2 separate regions of the Mus musculus genome follow, and region 2 is linked to region 1. Evidence: chromatin contacts called from public promoter capture Hi-C data. All regions are on one chromosome and are shown on one strand. The core of a region is the stretch at or near the end of the contact, and the rest is flanking DNA. Distances in the headings are between cores, read along the strand shown. Region 1 holds the start of Tpcn1 (two pore channel 1). Region 2 holds the start of Dtx1 (deltex 1, E3 ubiquitin ligase).

Evidence for each region. Promoter capture Hi-C pulls out the DNA fragments that hold promoters and counts their contacts.
Region 2: a promoter capture Hi-C map of pre-B cells shows a contact between it and region 1. The contact joins the promoter of Dtx1 here to the promoter of Tpcn1 in region 1. A contact is called at or near these places in 3 of 39 promoter capture datasets (the C10 cell line, embryonic stem cells and pre-B cells), 4 of 484 Hi-C or Micro-C datasets (CD4 T cells, embryonic stem cells and forebrain), 3 of 115 datasets of contacts at active chromatin or transcription factors (the SCID.adh cell line and embryonic stem cells) and 2 of 9 other capture datasets (liver and pancreatic islet).

What each region holds. Positions count from the first base shown.
Region 1 is chr5:120,586,260-120,590,776 of GRCm38.p6, forward strand. Tpcn1 (two pore channel 1) reads right to left here and starts at 2,354. Exons shown (of 28, transcript NM_145853.2): 1 at 2,244-2,354. Iqcd (IQ motif containing D) reads left to right here and starts at 2,764. Exons shown (of 5, transcript NM_029408.2): 1 at 2,764-2,835.
Region 2 is chr5:120,710,222-120,714,975 of GRCm38.p6, forward strand. Dtx1 (deltex 1, E3 ubiquitin ligase) reads right to left here and starts at 1,448. Exons shown (of 10, transcript NM_008052.3): 1 at 1,264-1,448; 2 at 1-754. The coding sequence starts at 92.

The DNA.
Region 1 (4,517 bases), core at 1,104-3,603:
GCCTGACTTATAAGAGACAGTCTCAACAAATGAAAATCAGAGTCTGTTGTGATGGTGCATGCCTTTAATCTGAGCACTCAGAGGCAGAGGCAGGTGGATCTCTGTGAGTTAGAGGCCAGCCAGAGTGTGTTCCAGGACAGCCAGGGCTATACAAAAATAAAAACCTCTACACATCAGGTAGGGACAGAGGTAATAGGTAACTTTCCTGAGTGCCCACAGTCAGAAAGCCAAGCTTTGTCTCCAGGCCTACATTCCTAACCAGGTGTGGTGACTCTTAAAGTCACCAGGTCTTGTCCTCAGAGAGCAGTAATTACTCTTGGGAATACATAAGATCATCCTGGCTTTGCTGGTGGCCGACAGGAATTCTTCTTGCATGACCTTTGCGCTCCTCTACGGGAGATGTTCAATGAGGAAGAAGCACTTGCACATTCCTTACAACTTATAATCAGAGTCCTTTTCAAAAGCCCCATCCTTCCTTCTCTCCAGGTTTAAACCCTCAGGACTGGCCTGTTCGAGAAGCTGTTTACACAGACCGGCTTCTGCTTACTGAGATAAAAAGAAAGGCAGGACTCAGCAGATCTGCCCGGGGACCTTTGAACTTAGAGACAGCAGCAGGTTGCTGCCTCCAACTGTGGCCAGTGCACCAGACATAGTCCGCCTCCAAACCAATCCTCGGCAGGACAACTGGGCAATGTCTGCCCCCTTTCCAGGAACGATGGATGGGAACATCACCAGGCAGAGACAGCCTGTCTCTCTTAACAGAGGCGGTGGCGGCAGCGGAGATAAACACCACTTTCTGCAGCAGCCTGCTAAGCCTGAAAGACTCTGCCTGGCAAAGTTCCTGCAAGTGGGGGGTGGGGAGGGGGTTGTTCGTTTGTGTTTTTTGTTTTCCTTTTCCAGATTTGAGAATTTATTTTGCTTGGAAATCTCAACAAGGGGAGACAGAAGAGGAACTCCCACAAGATACCCGTCATTTGGCTGCCTAAAGAACTGCAGTGTGTTTTGAATTTTGGCTTAACTCTCTCCTCCCCCAGTGCCTTGCATAGACTAGGCTCACACTTCTAACGCACTCCACAGCAGAGGGATTACAAGGATGTACTTTGAGGCCATGAGGAGGAGGCTCTAACAGTGTGTTCTCGCTATTCACTTGGAAGGCAAGAAGCTCTCCCAACGCATGACAACAGGTTTCTAATGTTCGTCACTAGCATCCTAGGGAGATCCTCCCAGTGGGTTTTACATTTTAACAGCGGGATGCATGACTCCATTCTAACATGCCTGGTCTCACCTCAATGGCTCTCGCCTGGAGTGACTTTGTCCCCACTGTCTAGAAATATTTCCAGCATCACAACTTGGGATTGATTGCGAGGGAGTCCAGAGAGGCTACTGAACATCTACAGTACACAGCTGTAGACCCCACCCACAGGAAACAACCTCCTGGCTCCGACTCAACGGCTCTGCCCTCAGTTGGTTAGCGCCCACTTGATACATGAGGCAGCTTAGCGTGGCCTCTCCCAAGTAAAGAGCCACAAGTAGTCATGGAACGCAGGGGACACTGCCCACTTCAGCGCAGCCCCACCAACTATTCCTAGAAACTGCACTCCACTTAGGCGAAATCCACCAACCGCTTTCTTGTTTTTTGTCTTTGGTGGTAGGGATATCCCTATGGAGCTTTGAAGCTTTGAAGTTGCCATTCTCCTGCCTTTGCCTCCTGAAGAGCCTATGACTTTTCAAAGAGAAAGAAACGGGGCCCAGAGAGGGTAAGTAAACTGTCCAAGGTCACACAGCAGACTCGGAGCTCCTAAGGTCCAGCCCTTTGGCAGACCTTGGTTCTCTCTCTAGCGGAGACCCAGCGAGTCACCCCTGGGGTAAGGTCACCCCTGGAAGAAGGTCCCGGAATCAGATAGCTAGCTGCCATCCTGCGATCTGTCCCCTGAGGCAGACTGACCCAGGCAGGAGTCCCCGGCCAGGTCACAAGAGGACACAGCAGGGAGGTGAGCAGGGAGGAAGGGTCGCTCGGGGGCTCTAGCTCCCCACGATCCCCATCGCGATCCGGGTCGCCCCAGGAAGTCAGGCCAAAGAAAAGGGGTGCAGAGAGAAGGGGATCCGCAAGGAGAGAGCATGCCGGCCACCTCCCAGGGCCCCGCCTCGGGCTTCTGGAGCACTCAGCCCCAGCCCCTTCTCTGCACCTTCTGACCCCTGACCCTTGCCCTCGGGCCAAGATCGCGCACCCCTCGGATCCTTACACGCGCCGTCCCGGGATCCCGCACTGTGCACTGGGTCTGCACAGCGTAGCTCAGCCCGCAGTTGCCGCCGCCAATATCCCCAGCGCGGAGCCTCAGCAGCCGCCACCGCCGCCTCACCGCTGCCACAGCGGCAGCTGCGCCAGCCTTCGCATCCGCCGACTCCTGTCACTCAGCCCCGAAAGCCCCGCCCACGGCCCTAGGCCACAGCCTACTGGCCATCAGAGGGGTCGCAATGAAATTTGACAGGGTAGACTACACGTCACTCAGCGTTCTCACAGCCCTCCTCCCAAAGGGAGGGCGGGGCGAGGAAGCAACACCCCTTTCCTCCCCACCCCACCCCCACCCCCGCCTCACTCGCGCAACCAACAGGAATCCTGCGTCTTTCCATTGGCGAAACGTCAGAGAGGCGGGGATTTTGATTGGCCATCTTTCAGGAGGCGGAGCCAACGCAACCCGATTCGAAGTTAAATGGTGAAAAAGAATGTCAGTCAAACTCAAAGTCCCGCCTTCTAAGAGTGGCTCGTAACCTAGCAACATAAGGGCCGCCGAGTTGCTTAACTGTGGGCCAAGAAACTTGCATCTTGAGGAGCTGGTGAGTGACAGCGGGGAAGCCCCAGGCTGCAGGCTGTGTGCACCTAGTAGGCACGCCGTCCAGTGATTTCTCCCCTCCAGGCGTCCGCGCCCCACTTGCCATCCCGTCCAGCTCCAGGTCCTCACTCCCTTGCCCAACCTCCATCCTGTCCTCCTCTAGGCCTCCTGCAAGCACCATCAAGTATCCTCTTCTGATAGTCTTGCTTCCTGTCTGGTCCACCTGCCATTTCATAGTCCCTCTCCTCATCTCTTACTGATACCATTTGTGAAGTTCACATCGAGTGAACTTAGTTCAAGTAATTGGATGGGTTGGTTTGTTTTGGTGCCCACTGTCCGCACTATGTTCAGAGGTCAGCTTGCTGGGTGCGTGACCCCCTTCAGTGTATGCTTAAAATAAGGATTTGTTGTTTGTTTTGATTTTGGAACAAGGTCTCACTATGTAGTCTCGAACTCACTCTGTAGACCAGGCTAGCCTCAGACTCACAGAGATCCACCAGTCTTTGCCTTTGAGTACTGGGATTAAAAGCATGTGCCACCACCCTTGGTCTAATTAGGTTTTTTCCCCTTTAATTGTTAAAGTTTTATTATCATTATTAATATTATTATCACTATGTCTGCGTTGGTGGGGTATGTGAATGTGAATACAGACAAAGGGTTTTGGATCCTCTGGAGCTAAAATTAATTACGGGTGGGCAGTTGTGAGCCACCTGTCATAGGTGCAGGGGACTAAACTCTAGTCCTTTCAAAAAGCCGTACACGCTCTTTTAAAATAACGTAAAGCTTTATTTATTTTTACTTTATATGTATCTGTGGGTGCCTACGTGTATGTGAGTGCACAAGGTATGTTCACAACGTGTGTGTGCTGTGACTGCCAGGCTAATTGCAGTGATCCCCGCCACGACTTATTCTACCCTAACTCCCTCTGTCTAAGCATTTCCTAGGACATTCTCTTGGCTCATACAACGAATAATTCACATATTTAACATGGGCTTATTGAGTGCTTAGTGTGTGTCTTAGTTAGGTTTTGACTGCTCGCTTTACACCTTGACCAAGGCAACTCTTGTAAGGACAACATTTATTTGGGGCTGGCTCACAGGTTCAGAGGTTCAGTCCATTATCATCAAGGTGGGAGCATGGCAGCATCCAGGCAGGCATGGTGCAGGACGAACTGAGAATTCTACATCTTCATCTGAAGGCTGCTAGCGGAAGACTGACTTCCAGGCAGCTAGGATGAAGGTCTTTTGTTTGTTTGTTCTTGTTTTTCGAGACAGGGTTTCTCTGTATAACCCTGGCTGTCCTGGAACTCGCTTTATAGGCCAGGCTGGCCTCGAACTCAGAAATCCGCCAGCCTCTGCCTCCAGAGTGCTAGGATCAAAGGTGTGCGCCACCACGCCCAGTTTAGGATGAAGGTCTTAAAGCCCACACCCACAGTGACGCACCTACAACAAGGCCACACCCACTCCAACAGGGCCACACCCACTCCAGCAAGGCCACACCTACTCCAACAGGGCGTTCTAAAAGTGCCACTCCCTGGGCCGGGCATATATAAACCATAACAGTATGGTTAGTGACGGCAGTCTGAGTTGCATGAAATCCTGTCTGAAATGGGAGGGCTGGAATGATAGCTTAGACATTTAGACATTACACTGTTTTTGTAGAGGGCCCTCAGTTCCTAGCATTCAT
Region 2 (4,754 bases), core at 198-2,697, 120 kb after region 1:
AGCCACTCCCACACCACCACCCTGGCCACGTTCTGCGGCGGGAAGCCCAGCCCGTTCACCGGCACCATCACACCTTGGCCTGGCCGTGACATGGCCGCTGCCGCCTGCGGGGCCAGGTCCCCACTGTTGCTGGCCCAGCTCCTCCTGGGCCTGGGAGCACCGGGGAAGCTTCGTCCTCCCTCTCCAGGGCGGGCGGCGAGGAGTGTGGCCTCTTTTCCAGCTGGGCTCGTCTCCAAGGCCTAGAGGCCTGGGTTAGGGGGATGGGTGGCCATCCAGACGCTGCGAGGACCCCTTCCCGCAGAGCGCAGCTGTTGCACACAGCGGTGCGCGGTAGGCAATGTCTGTCCTAGGTGGGGGACATGATCTCAATCCCTTAGTCCCCTCAGTGCAGGTGCAGGAGTGAGGAGGCACTTGCCCCTCTAAGTCCGGCCTGTCCCTGCTTCTCTCCCGTTCCTTCTGTCCGCCACGCAGGGCCTTGTCACCCAGGAGGCCCTGGCCCCAGCCTGCTGCTCCTTGCGCGCTTGGCTCCGCTTTCCAGATCCCGTGCCTCGCTTCGGGGTGACTTGGGTCCGCCCCTCCCGACGGGGCTCCCTGCACCCCTGCACCCCTGTCCCCTCTCCTGGCCGGCCTGAGTGGTGGTAGATCTCCCAGGGAAGGGGGCGGAGCGTGGGGATCGCGGTCCGGACCTGCAGCTGGGGGACCCTGGGGAGGGGCGGGGGCCGTGGGCACGCCCCACCCCACTGGTGTTCGCGACCTGCAGGGGCGACAAGAAGGAGAAAGGGCCCTTTAAGAAGAGAGCAGCCCCCTCCCCCTCCCAGGAGCCGCGGCAGAGAACAATGGGGCGCCGGTGGGGGGGCGGCAGGGAGGCTCGGGGGTCTGTGCCCTGCAGTCCCTGGGGTACCCGGAGAACAGCGGGCATCATACCCCAGGCTGTCACCCGCAGTGGCCCGTGTTCGGTTGGAGCGCGTCCCCCGCCCCGGGCCGCGCGCTACCGGGGGCTGCGGTGTGGGATGCAGGGACGCGGGATGTGGAGATGCAGAATTCCGGGATGCGGAATGAAGGATGTGGGATGCAGGGATTCGAGTTCAAGATGCGGGATGTTGAGATGGATGGAGGGTGCCGGATGGAGCCGCGACCGAGGTTTCCTCAGGGGTGGCGTCCCCGGGGGCAAAAGAGCTGCAGGTCGTTATGTCCCCGCCCGGTGGCATCTGCCCGTGGGCCCGCCAGAGCCAGGGATTTGGGGTCCCTGCGCTACACGCTCACCGTGATCTCCCCGCGCTGGCTCTTTTCACCCCCCGCTGACTCTTTCTCCGCTGGCTCCCGGGAGGGAGGGAAGGAGGGCACCGCTTTGCCCCAGCCCGGACCTCGCCCGCCGCCGGATAGACAGACAGACAGGAGGACGCAGTAGTCCTGGCGCGCGGACGCGTCGGACGCGTCGCTGGGATCCCGCGGGTGGAGGCGGCCTCGGGGCGGGGCGGGTAGAGGAAGGGGAGGAGACCGATCCGCCCAGCCGCTGTGACACGCGAGTCACCGAGTCCCCGGCTGGGCCCACGAGGCATCAGATCCGTTCTGTGTTTAGGGGTTCTGGTTCCAATCTATCATCTTTGCATTTAGCATCTATGCTAGGGCCTGGTACACAACAGGCGCTCAATAAGTACTTGAATGAATGAATCTGATTTAGAGACAGTCTAAAGACTGCTCATAAGGCCACTGGCCAACTACAGGGTGATCTCTTGGAGCAGCAGTTTAAGCGTTCATGGGCACTGTGATAGGCCCTCTGGCAAGCTGAACACAGCATCTGCAGACACAGGTATGGACTGAGAGAGGAGACATCCAGGACCTGCCCTGTTTAGATTGGGAAAGATGAGGCTGTGTGGGACTGCGATCCAGGCAGCTGAGCAGGGTTAAGGGACCTCTTTGGGAGCCAGACCAGAGTGGCCCTTGCTCCTCCTCTGTTGGGATCTGGGGGGATTGGGGGAGGGCAGGGGGAAGGGAGAGCAAGGGTGAAGGGCAGGCTACACTAGGCTCACTCCCAGAACCAAAACTGGATTAGCTGGAGTCTTTACCCTGCCCAGGACACCTGCGTTTTTGTTGTTGTTTTGTTTGTTTGTTTTTAGAAGAAAGCCATTCACAGCTACATCTAGTCACTGCTTAATGACCACCTTGCAATCGGTGGGAACCTGAGGTCCTCAGGGTAAGGAAGTCATCAACTCAAAGTTGCACAGGGATTTAGTAGCAAACACAAAAGAAGAATCCAGCCAACTCCTCCCAGCAGCCTCTCTTGATTCATCGGTCTTCCCTCCTCCTCCTCCTCCTCCTCCTCCTCCTCCTCCTCCTCTGTGACACCCCATATCACGCCATCAACTACTTTAACCACTTACACAAAACTGATTCCTGCTCAAAAGGCCCCTAAGGGCTTCCACCACGGTTCACCTCTGTGGCCCAAGATCATCACAAATGATGGCTTCTGCTTATTGAGTGTCCATTCCATTCAGCCCCTGGAGGTAAGACTGTGTCCTCATGTTATGGGCAGGAAGCAAAATCTCTGGAAGCTCAGAGAGGTTACTCAGTTTGTCCGACTTCCCACAAGAGTGAGTAGGGCTGGGAGTTGACGCCTCAACGCCTTTGCACTTTCCATGGCAACAGGCCGCCATGATGCGTGTTGAATGACTAATGGATGTAATCTGGCTGATCTAGCACAGTGAGGCCTTTCACCAAGGAGGGCTGAGAAGGACTACACGCAGTTAACAGCCACCTGTGGCTGCAGGCCCAGAAGGGGCGGGATCTCAGGATCCCATTCCTAGGAGCATGCATTGGTCACTCTGTCCCTGTCACACAGAACAGGATGGATGCGGGATTCCAGGCTCTTCCCACCCCCTCTCTGTCCATCTAGAGCTGGGGCCAGCTCTTCTCTGTTCTTTTAAGAGTGATATATATGGTTCTGGTTCCTATCTATCTATTTATCTATCTATCTATCTATCTATCTATCTATCTATCTATCTATCTATCTATCTATATCTTTGGGGCCCTTGGAAGTCAGGGGACTTCCTGAGGCTATAGGGCTGAGTGTGGTGAAGGTGGATTTGAGGGACCCCAGAAGGGTGACCTGTAAAGCCCATCCTGTGACAAGGGGCCATTGTGTTGATGATCTCGTGTCTAAGCTGTGACCCAAGAATGGTGCTTTCCTATCAAGAGGCAGGAGACCCAGGGTGACGAGATACCCTACATACATACCCGAAGTTCATGTGGGGCATCCATCCATACTGGTCTCCAGCGAGAGCACCTGATCGTTGTCCAAGTCCTCAAAGATGGTAAGAGTATAATCCTTACCGGGGAAACTGATTTGTTTTTCTGGATTCAAGAGAGTGAGGCCAAGGCAGTTTGAGTCGAGGGTCTCTGTATCGTGAGCACTCCAGGTCTGTTTGGGGGCCATTCACAGATCCCTTGGTTAAAAAAACATTTATACCGAGTCCGGCAAGGTGGCTCCGTGGGGAAAGGCACTTTCTGCCAAGCCCTTAGACCTGACTGAGTTCAATCCCTGGGGCCACTTGGAATGGCAGGGAGGTCAGCGGGCCTGAGTGTGGGTGTGGACTCCTGTCCTGAAAATGATAGAGCAGAGGAAAAGAATGGAACAGGTGGGTGGGAGGCAAGAGGAAGAAAGAGAAGAGGACAGACACTCCTGGGTCCACAGAGGGGTCCGGTTCAGCCCCAAAGTCAGCTTCCTTGGTTCCTCCTCGAATTGTCTGACCCAGGCCCCAGTTGGGCATAGGATGCAGGCAGTTACAGGATGTTTCGAGTACATTCTGTGAACCAGGTACTCTGTACGTCCTTCTCGGGCTTCCAACCTCCCAGCAGGCATTGCGGCAGACTTCCCACACCCCCGGACCTGGCTATTGTACCGTGCATCTGAGGACATAGGTACATAGGTACATGGTTTTTGATGGATGTCTCCACTTCCTCATAGATCTCAATATCTTTAATCCACGGAGTCTGGATGAGGCCCTTTCACCACCTCTCCCTTTGAATCCAAGTTGGCTGGCTGTGGGTGCCCTTGACGTAGGCTCCTTTCTCCATCGCAGAGGAGAAGGACCCACGGGAAATAAAAACAGGCTGACAGTTAGTGTGACCCAGATGTGCTTGAAGTTCGGTGGCCCCTGGAGCTGAAACAGTTGTTCTATCTGTGGAACACGTAGGCTGGCCAAGGGGAGGATAGAACTCGATCCACCTGCAAGAGTCCAGGTCTTCCGCCGCGGAACGAAATAGGAGCGGGTGCAGAGCGCCCCCTCGTGGCCAGAGCTTACTTCCTCGCTTTCCTGCAGGCCTGGCTGCCTTTTTAGGTAATCTATTTAAACCGATTCTTATTGTGGCAAAAGCCAGGAACGTAAGATTTCCTCATCTCAGTCACATTCGAGTTTACAATTCATCAGCACCAAGTAGGTTCCTGTTGTGTAAATGTCCACCGGAGGCTTTGTCCTGCAGATATGAAGTCTTTGCTCTCTGTTCACTTATTAATTCATTCCCACCGTGGGGCGTTCAGAACAGTGTCTATGGGCACAGGGTAAAGTGTCTCTTTGAGACTTTGCTTTCGATTCCGTTGGCTGTGCCCATTGTCAATACAGTCGTATCTAGAGTTACCTGCTAAATGGTAAGGCTGGGCTCTGGGCATATGTTTCCCTCAGGGAGCTCCCAGAAAGGATTAATCCAGGTAAGAGACCTGAATTTCATGTGGACCACGAATTTCATGTGGACCATGC